Linked DNA regions of Mus musculus: regions 1 and 2 are each linked to region 3. Evidence: chromatin contacts called from public promoter capture Hi-C data. All regions are on one chromosome and are shown on one strand. Each heading gives the region's core, a stretch centred on a gene start, on an enhancer-like site or on the middle of the called end of the contact. The rest is flanking DNA. Distances are from core to core; before and after follow the strand shown. Region 1 overlaps Pik3ca (phosphatidylinositol-4,5-bisphosphate 3-kinase catalytic subunit alpha). Region 2 overlaps Pik3ca (phosphatidylinositol-4,5-bisphosphate 3-kinase catalytic subunit alpha). Region 3 overlaps Mfn1 (mitofusin 1).

Region 1 (2,795 bases), core at 137-2,636, 100 kb before region 3:
ATCTTTGAGAACTGCTGTGGTACAGATATCTAAGTAGGTTGGGATCTTAGTCTAGGTCATGCTGCCTTGGACGTTTAGGCGGTTGTAGTAGTCTCTACCCGTGGTATCAGGGTAGGGATGAAGGTGGAGAGGAAAACTAAGTACAGGAGCTTAGGATGGATAGATAAGTTAGATGTTGGTGAACCTGAAACTGAGGGTGGCAGGTTTGTAGATTGTGTCATGCCCCTCCCTCCCTTCCTTCCTTCCTTCCTTCCTTCCTTCCTTCCTTCCTTCCTTCCTTCCTTCCTTCTTTCCCTGTTTAATTCCTCTGTTTCTATACTATGTTCTGTAGGCTATCTTCTCTCCCTACTTCCATTGAGTCAGCTGGGCACACTGTTTATAGAATCTATTCACCATAGCTTTTCTTCTTCTCTGGAATTCAGAGTGTAATTATTATCACACATACCATGCTATTTTCACTCTGAACTTCCTCTAATGAAGGCCAGAGGAGGACATCTGTCTCATTCTTCCTTACCTACTCTGGTGGTTTGAATGAAAATGATCCCCAATGGCTCATAGGGAGTGGCACAGTTGGGAGGTGTGGCCTTGTTAGAGTATGTGTGGCCTTGTTGGAGGAAGTGTGTGTGTGTGTCAGTGGGGATGGTCTTTGAGGTTTCAAATGCTCAAGCCAGACCCCTTGTCACTCTGTTCCTGCTGCCTGCTGATCTAGATGTAGAACTCTCAGATACCTCTCCAGCACCAAGTCTACTGGCATACCACCATGCTTCCCATCATGACAATAATGGACTAAACCTCTGAACTATAAGCCAGCCTCTTTTCCTTAATAAGAACTGCCATGGTCATGGTGTCTTTTTACAACGATAAAACCTAAGACACTACCTACCCAGCACCTAACAGAACCACACCCTTGGTGAGGAACCAGTATCTCTAGTTCCTATGTGCTGGTATCATGTGCCACATGAGTAGGATGTTTGGGCCTTTTCATGTGTATGAGTTCTCATCTGAATGTATGTCTGTGCACATGTACATGGCTGGTGCCGATGGAGGCCAGAGAAAGAGTGAGTTGGAATCCCTAGAACTGGAATTAGATGTGGTTATGAGCTTCTGTGGGCTAGAAACTGAACCTGAGTAGGGAGGATCTCTGCCAGAGCACCGTGCCCTCTTCCTTGCTGCTGTCTCTCCCCTCCCCAGGACCTTCTCACTTGGCATCTCCTGCTTGACTTCTGTGCTGCTTGACTTCTCAGTGTCACTGAGTGGAAGAAACCCTAAAAACAGCAGGAAATTGCCTTCTGTTTTCTCGTTTTTAAGAGGAGCCTTGGAAGGCATGTGTGTATGGGGGCTGGGGACTTGAGCACTGGTACATTGTCCAGATGTGGTCAGAGGACAGCTCTGGGAACTGGTTCCCTGTGAGACCAGAGATTGAACTCAGGTCATCTGATTTCCATGGCAAGCACTTTTACCCATGAGCCATCTCAACAACTGTAAGCGTGCATATTTTAAAGGTTTTAATGGCATCTTCCAAATGAGTCCCCAAGACTGCTGTCATCTAAAATATTATAAGTATTTAATCCGAAGTGGGGTGACACAGAGAGTTAGTCGTAGGTCCTTCAATATTTAAAACAGTCCATCTCAAGAATATTAAGAATTGGCACAGCTTAATCACCATGCTTCAAGGAAAATAATTGATGATATTTTGTTATGTAACAATATACTTTAAAAACCAAATTGGGGGCTAAGAGTGGCACCAGCCTTTAGTCCCAGCACTTGGGAGGCACAGGCTAGCCTGATCTACAGAGTAAGTTCCAGGGCATCCAGGCTACCCAGAAAGAAGCCCTGTCCTGAAAAAGCAAAAACCAAAACAAATGAGGCAGAGAGGTGGATTTGCAATTAAGAACACTTGGTGCTCTTGAAGAGGCCCAGAGTTCACGTCCTAGCATTCACATCAGGCAGTTCACAGGCATCTGTAACTTCAGCTATACCTGTGTGAATTTGATGCTCTTTGGCCTCTGCAGTTACATATGCACACATGCAAAAATAGAATACCTTTAAAAACAGAATGGAAGCCACTTATAACCCCAACAGTCAGCAGGTGGAATTAGAAGCATCGGAACATCAAGCAAGGCTAGTCTTTGTTATATCGAAAATTCGAGGCCAGGCTGGACCGTCTTAGACCCTTTCTCAAACAAAACCCCAGAGTGGTCTAAAAGTATCACTTAGACAAACAACCCAGCCCCCTACCAACAGAAAGGAAGTGACAGGGACTAGAGAAATGGCTTTCAGTTAAGAATGCATACTGCTCTTTCGGAGGAACAGAATTTATTTCTATCACGCACATCAGGCACTCCCTGCTGCCTGTAACTCCAGCTCCAGGGAGATCTGTTCCCTCTGTCCTCTACAGGCGCCTGCACTCACATGCACACATTCATTAAGATTTAAGATAGAGCCGGGCGTGGTGGCGCACGCCTTTAATCCCAGTACTCGGGAGGCAGAGGCAGGCGGATTTCTGAGTCTAAGGGCAGGCCTGGTCTACAAAGTGAGTTCCAGGACAGCCAGGGCTACACAGAGAAACCCTGTCTCGAAAAAAACAAACAAACAAACAAAGATTTAAGATGGAAAGACTAAGCCATTTAATTTCACATGACTGCATATGCTGGGTGAAGAGAAAGAAGGAGGAGTATCTGGGCTGTATTTACACTTAAATAAGTCAGGACCCGTTACCTAAAAGATCTGCCATGTCTGTGGCATCCTCAAATGATAGTAACAGTGGCAGAAGCCATCTTCGTGTGTGCCAGGCA
Region 2 (3,061 bases), core at 202-2,701, 120 kb before region 3:
CATAACACACTTGCAAGCATGAGGATAGATGGTGTCCCGGGACCCATATAAAAGCCATGCAAGTGAGCGCCTGTACTCCTGCAGCTGGGAAGGTGGAGCCAGGCAGGTCCTTGAGTTTCACCTAGTGAACTCCTCCAGGTCAAGTCAGAGACCTGTCTTAAAATAAGGTGAAGAGAGATTGAGGAAGACGCACAACCCCGACCAACCTCTGGCTTCCACATGTGCCTGCTTAACATACCTACAAGTATACATGCACACAGATGGACACATGCACATCACACTGACATGCTCACAAAAAATAAAATCATAAAAGTGTTTGAGAGACAAGCTGGCCACTGTTAGTAGCCACTGGATTTAAGGGATATTAATGTGAGCATCCTGATCCTAGTTTTGAGTTTCCTAATGTTTCTTTTATGGTTTGGTTTGGGTAGGTTTTTTCCCTCTGGAGAGAGGGTCTTCCTACTCAGTCTTGGCGGCTGGCCTAGAATGTGTTATGTAGACCAGGCTGGCCTCCAGCATGTAGTTCATAGATCTGCCTCTCCCTCCTGAGTGCTGAGATTAGTGTGTGCCTCTACACCCAACCCGTACTCTCTCTTAATCTTTGAAATGTTTATTGTTGTGTGTATGGGTGCACCATGATGCATATGTAGAGTGGTCAGAGGCCGGCTTTGTGGAGTCAGTCCTCCTTCTATCTTTACCTGGGATCCTGGATTGGACGGGTCATCAAGTTTCTGTGACAGGTGCTTTACCTGCTGAGTCCTGTGATTTTTACTAACCTGCTTAGTCAACCTCTTCCCCACCCCCTCCCCTCTCTCCCTTGGTTTTTTTTTTTGTTGTTGTTGTTGTTGTTGTTTTGTTTTTTTGTTTTTTGTTTTTGTGCATGCACATGTAGCTGATGTGAGGAACCACCCCCAAACTGCCTGTTTTATACCTCCCAGATAGGGTCTCAGTCCAGTGCAGATCTTGACAGCATGGCTAGCGGGTGTGTGCTGGAGGTCCTCTCCACTTTCCCAGGCCTCACCCACCTGCAGCCAAAACCTGCTCTTCATGCTTACAGGGCAGGCAGTTTAACACTGAGCCATTTCCCAGAATACCAACTCGGTAATATTCCTCATTGCTTCCTGTGTTATATTAATTATGCCCAGTTTTCCCTTCCTAGTCCTCTTATACTTACTTTTTACACTGACAAGGAATGGTGACATTTTGTTCTATACCCATTCTGAAGAGGCCATTTTCTGATTAAATTTGGGGATTGGTTTAGGGGAAATAAAGCTTTGAGAACCTCATTGTCCAGAAATACCCTGTTTGTTTTTCCTTTTACCGTGATAGTTTGCTGGGCATAAAATCCCTGGTCTGGCTGTTTTCCAGCAGGTTTTAATTGCAGCAGTCTTCTGCCCTGTTGCCGCCAGTCAGATGTTCATTGCTTGTCATGTCTCCTCTAGAAGCTGGGTCATGTGTTGTCTGATCTAGTTTCCTTTCGTTGTACAGAGTCTTTCCCTTTATGCCTTGTACCAGTCTTACCTTTAGGAGCTCTGGGGAAGAATAATTGTTTTTCCAGAGCCTTTCTTTGTTTGTTTCTACGAGGCTGGGGTATTCTTAATAGTTTTTTAATTTGGCAAGTCTGATAGGTGAAATGTTGTATCATTTAATTTGCATTTGTACATGACTATAGATGAGGGTTTTTTTTATTAGCCATTTGCATTACTTCTATGAACTCTCAATCCATACTCTGTGTGTCTCATTCTTATTTATAGTTTCTACTTTTGTCAGTTATGCATAGCAAGGAGCTTTTACTTGTTTGTATTTTGTTTTTCCTTTAGTATGTCCCTCCTCACGGAGCAGTTTTCATCCCCATATGCTGTTACATTTGTTCCTTTTTTTTTAGTTTTATTTAGGAAGATCTTTTTTCATGCATATTGAAAAGCATTATCTCATGTTTTCTTGCAGTGTTTACATGGTTTTATTTTTACACAATTTATTCAGAGCAGGCTTTAGTTTAATGTAAAGTTAAATTTAAAAAAAAAACCCATATAATTTATTTTTCATATTTTGAAACGGTCTCACACTATAGTCCAGACTGGCCCACCAAGCTTGGGATTACAAGCACACAGCACCACGTAGGCCCCCCCCCCCCCCCGCGCCCTAGGCCCCCCCCAGCGCCCTGCTGTCATCCCTCTAGGGTCTGGCTAGTTCTAGGTGGTCTTTTCCTCTTGCTTTGAAGCGACACATTGAATCTTTTTATTTGTTTTAAAGCATTGTTTTAATATTTATTTTATCTTCAATTATGTGTCTGTGTGTACATGAGTGCCAGTGCTTATGAAAGCAGAGGTATTGGATCCCCCTGGAGCTGGAGTTACAGCAGTTGTGAGCCACCTGATGTGGGTGCTGAGGACTGGACTCTGGTTCTCTTCAGGAGCAGTACTCACTCAACCCCTGCGCCATCTCTTCAGCCCCAGTCATTTTATTGTGGTGGTGCTGGGGGTGGGGGTGGGGGTGGAAGAGGAGGAGGAGACAGTGTCTGGCTGTGTTGCCCAGGCTTGCATATGATCTTCCAGCTTGAGCTGCCAGAGTGTCTGGAAGTACTGTATGAACTGTACTTTTGGTACAGTCTTAGATCTCTGGCTAGATCCTTCTCCATACTGCTTCTAGACAGCATGCTTAATTCTATAAATATTACTGGTTATTGTATATGCATTATATCAGTGTATAAATCATCTTGAGGAGAGTTGATGTTTTTGTAAATTTATATCTTTTGGCTCAGAAATGTGATTTTATTTAGTCTTTTGTCCTACTTTATAGCATCTTATTTATTTATTCATTTGTTCCATGATAGTCTGGCTGGCCTGGTATTATATAACCCAGGCTAGCCTCTAATTGTTGGTGGTCTTCCTATCTTCTGAACACTGGTATTAGAGGCATACAGTTCTTCATCTTAAAGGAGTTAAAAAAGCCAGCTGTGCCACGTCAGTGGCTGGTCAGTTCTGCCAGAACCACTGATCATCAAGTAATCATATTGCTTCAATTAGAGAAGCCTGGTTCTTCCTGTACAAACAATTTACTT
Region 3 (2,937 bases), core at 13-2,512:
GGTCAGGAAAACCAGGAATGGTTGGGATCCTAGAACAGAAGTGGTATTTATGTCCTTTTCTATCACAGGCTTGCTAAAATCCTTAGGATTTCCTGAGTGATAGGAATAGCTTTATTATTTATGAGCTCCTTTGAGCATACCTGAATTTATGCTAATGAGCCTAAGTGAGTTAGGGCAGCCTTTAGATTATTTTAGGTAGGTTAGGGCTGGACATTAAATGATTTGAGAGTTAAAAATTTTGAGTCCCCAGAAGGTGGGTGGCTGGTGACTGGAGATAAAGCTTTATGAAAAGGCTTGAACAGAGTCCCACATGGTGGTCCATACCCGTGATCTCAGTACTGGTCAGGCCCAGGAGGGGGCCTGCTTCTGCTTGCCTGTAACTTTAAAGTCAGATTCTTGGGTTCATAATTTGCAGAGGCCTTGGCATCACTGGTGCTTTCCCAGATTCTAATGGGGGCAGAGACCCAAACTCGGCTTTAGAACCACTGCTGCACAAAGTCATCAAGGAGATGCTTACTCTTTCAGGAAAAAAGGGTTGTTGTTTTTAAAATTCATTTTCTTTTTATGTGTACCATATTTTATCTGCATGTATGTTTATCATATACACGCAGTGCCTCTTAAGGTCAAACAACAGTGTCTGATCCCTTAGGACTGTGGTTTTGGGAACTGAACCCAGGTCCTCTGAAAGAGTAGCCAGTGCTCATTACTGTTGAGCCATCTTTCCAGCTTCAAAGGGTTACTCTTAAACAAAGGTCAAAAGCATTCTTCTAAGTTACAGTGTTCTCTCATCAACAGCCACTGCTGTAGTGAGTAAGGGAGCTATAATCATTCCTGCTACTTCCTGGGCAGATTGGGAACAATTTCCATGAAGTGAAAGTGTGCACCATTGAGAGAAGATGCTGTTTTCTAGCAAAGCAGAGGCTCCAATTAGCTTCTGAGAATTGAGTGGACTGATTGAAAGTCAAATTTCTGAGGGGAACAAGAGATGTTCCTTGGGTTTCAGAAATGTATTGAACGCTGTGCATGCATAAGAAATTGCTCAGAACCCAGACAATTAAACACATTCATTGCATTTACACACTGATTCTTAGTCGGTTCAGACAGGACACAGTGGAGACAACTTGTCTTTGTTCCTCAAGATTGGGGTCACTCAACACTGGAGGGGTAGAATTGTTTGATAGCTTCACTCACATATCTGGTACAGTGAGGTGGGCTGGAGCACTTGGAGACTCATCTGGCCACCTTGCCAGACCTCCCATCAGCACAGCAGTCAGTGAAGTTGACCTCTTCTGTGGCAAGATTCCCAGTACATGTGACCCAGTAAACAGGAAAGAGCTGCCTTGCCTTTTATGTTCAGCCTTGGAAGCCACCCAGTGTTACTTGTGAAGCAGTTACCATCCAGCCAAGATTGAAGATGAGACATTAGACTTGTAATAGGAAAAATACCACAGAATTTTGATGTTTGCTTTCAAATTGCCACAAAAAGAAAGCAACAAAAGCTAAGGGAAAGTTTTTCCTTGGTACTTTACGTCCTCTAAATGTACATTGGTAATCTTTAGCGGTGCTCATCATTCTTCTTTGGCTCTTTGTGTTGTTTTATTTTACTCTGTCTTGTGTACCTGAATTCCTGGTGGTCCTGTCTTTACCTCCAAGTGTCAGATTACAGGTGTATTCCATGGCACACAGGTTGAGGTTGTCTTGTTTTAAAAAGTGCTGTCTATGTAACTGAACACTGAAAACATTGGTTTTGAGCCCAGTGAAGCGTGTGTTTACTCCTTGTTTTGCATGTTCCTTAGGACAAGTAGTGGCAAGAGCTCTGTCATCAATGCAATGCTGTGGGATAAAGTCCTCCCCAGCGGGATTGGTCACACAACCAACTGCTTCCTGAGTGTCGAGGGGACCGATGGAGATAAAGCCTACCTTATGACCGAAGGGTCAGATGAAAAGAAAAGTGTGAAGGTATACTGCCCAACCCATAATGTACCTGCAAATCTCTATAATTTTAAGATTTTTGTATAATGTCCACCTGGCTAGACATGGAAGAACTAGTGATATTTACTTTGAACAACTTGCAAAGGCATTGGTAATATTTTGAATTCTGAAAATGTTTTTCTGAGAGCTAAATTATTGGACATATAAAATTGTTAACTTGTTTTTACTAGGGGTGTAGGGGATAGAACTCAGGGCTTCATATATGTTAGGTGAAATCTGCCATTAGCCCTGTCTTTAATTTTAAATGAAAATAGAATTAAGGTCCTCTTTTTAAATTTTATTTCTATTTTATGTGTATGAGTGTTTTGCCTGCATGTGTGTCCACCACATGCATGCAGTGCTATTGAAGGCCAGAATAGGGCATTGGATCTCCTGGAACTGGAGTTAGAGACAGTTGTGAGCTGCTGAATGGGTGCTAGGAACTGAACTACAGGGTGGTTCTAGAAGAATAGCCAGTTTTTAACCACCAAACCAACTCTCTACCACCCAAATTAAGAGTTTTCTTTAGAAACTGAGATTTAGTAAAAATAGATTATTAGAAAGTTGCTGTTTAATCTCAACTTTGCCTTTTCTCCCCCCTCATCTCCATCTCCCTCTCCCTCTCTCTCTCCCTCTCCCTCTCCCTCTCCCTCTCCCTCTCCCTCTCCCTCTCCCTCTCCCTCTCCCTCTCCCTCTCCCTCTCCCTCTCCCTCTCCCTCTCCCTCTTGAGACAGTGTCTCACTATGTTGCTATTTCTGGCTTAGAATGTTCCTCTATGTAGATCATACTATACTGGTCTTGAACTCATAGAGATTTGCCTGCCTCTGCCTCCTTAACGCTGAGATGTAAAGATATGTACCACCATGTCTGGTGTTTGTCCTTTTAAAAACTTAAATTCTTTCACTCTAGGAAAAGTTACTAAGCATATTCATTATTAAATGCAGATTTCTGAGACTGGGACCAGTA

Evidence for each region. Capture Hi-C pulls out chosen DNA fragments and counts their contacts.
Region 1: a contact with region 3 is called in a promoter capture Hi-C map of adipose tissue. The contact joins two enhancer-like sites. A contact is called at or near these places in 2 of 484 Hi-C or Micro-C datasets (nephron progenitors and pachytene spermatocytes), 3 of 115 datasets of contacts at active chromatin or transcription factors (CD8 T cells, embryonic stem cells and intestinal villus epithelium) and 3 of 9 other capture datasets (adipose tissue, liver and pancreatic islet).
Region 2: a promoter capture Hi-C map of liver shows a contact between it and region 3. The contact joins two enhancer-like sites. A contact is called at or near these places in 19 of 39 promoter capture datasets (the 3T3-L1 cell line, 3T3-L1-derived adipocytes, the C10 cell line and 13 more), 4 of 115 datasets of contacts at active chromatin or transcription factors (CD8 T cells, effector CD8 T cells and embryonic stem cells) and 3 of 9 other capture datasets (adipose tissue, liver and pancreatic islet).

What each region holds. Positions count from the first base shown.
Region 1 is chr3:32,432,860-32,435,654 of GRCm38.p6, forward strand. The region is part of intron 1 of Pik3ca (phosphatidylinositol-4,5-bisphosphate 3-kinase catalytic subunit alpha); the gene reads left to right. Among named protein-coding and RNA genes, the nearest start is that of Pik3ca, 37 kb to the left of the region's middle. Within about 2 kb of position 1,387, at least 5 of the 459 cell types and tissues checked have an H3K27ac peak or open chromatin away from gene starts, as enhancers often do. A contact at or near this core is called in adipose tissue, where this site is marked.
Region 2 is chr3:32,413,175-32,416,235 of GRCm38.p6, forward strand. All of the region lies in intron 1 of Pik3ca (phosphatidylinositol-4,5-bisphosphate 3-kinase catalytic subunit alpha), which reads left to right. Among named protein-coding and RNA genes, the nearest start is that of Pik3ca, 18 kb to the left of the region's middle. Within about 2 kb of position 1,452, at least 31 of the 459 cell types and tissues checked have an H3K27ac peak or open chromatin away from gene starts, as enhancers often do. A contact at or near this core is called in liver, where this site is marked.
Region 3 is chr3:32,536,474-32,539,410 of GRCm38.p6, forward strand. It overlaps Mfn1 (mitofusin 1), which reads left to right. Exons shown (of 18, transcript NM_024200.4): 4 at 1,797-1,959. Among named protein-coding and RNA genes, the nearest start is that of Mfn1, 8.5 kb to the left of the region's middle. Within about 2 kb of position 1,263, at least 53 of the 459 cell types and tissues checked have an H3K27ac peak or open chromatin away from gene starts, as enhancers often do. A contact at or near this core is called in adipose tissue and liver, where this site is marked.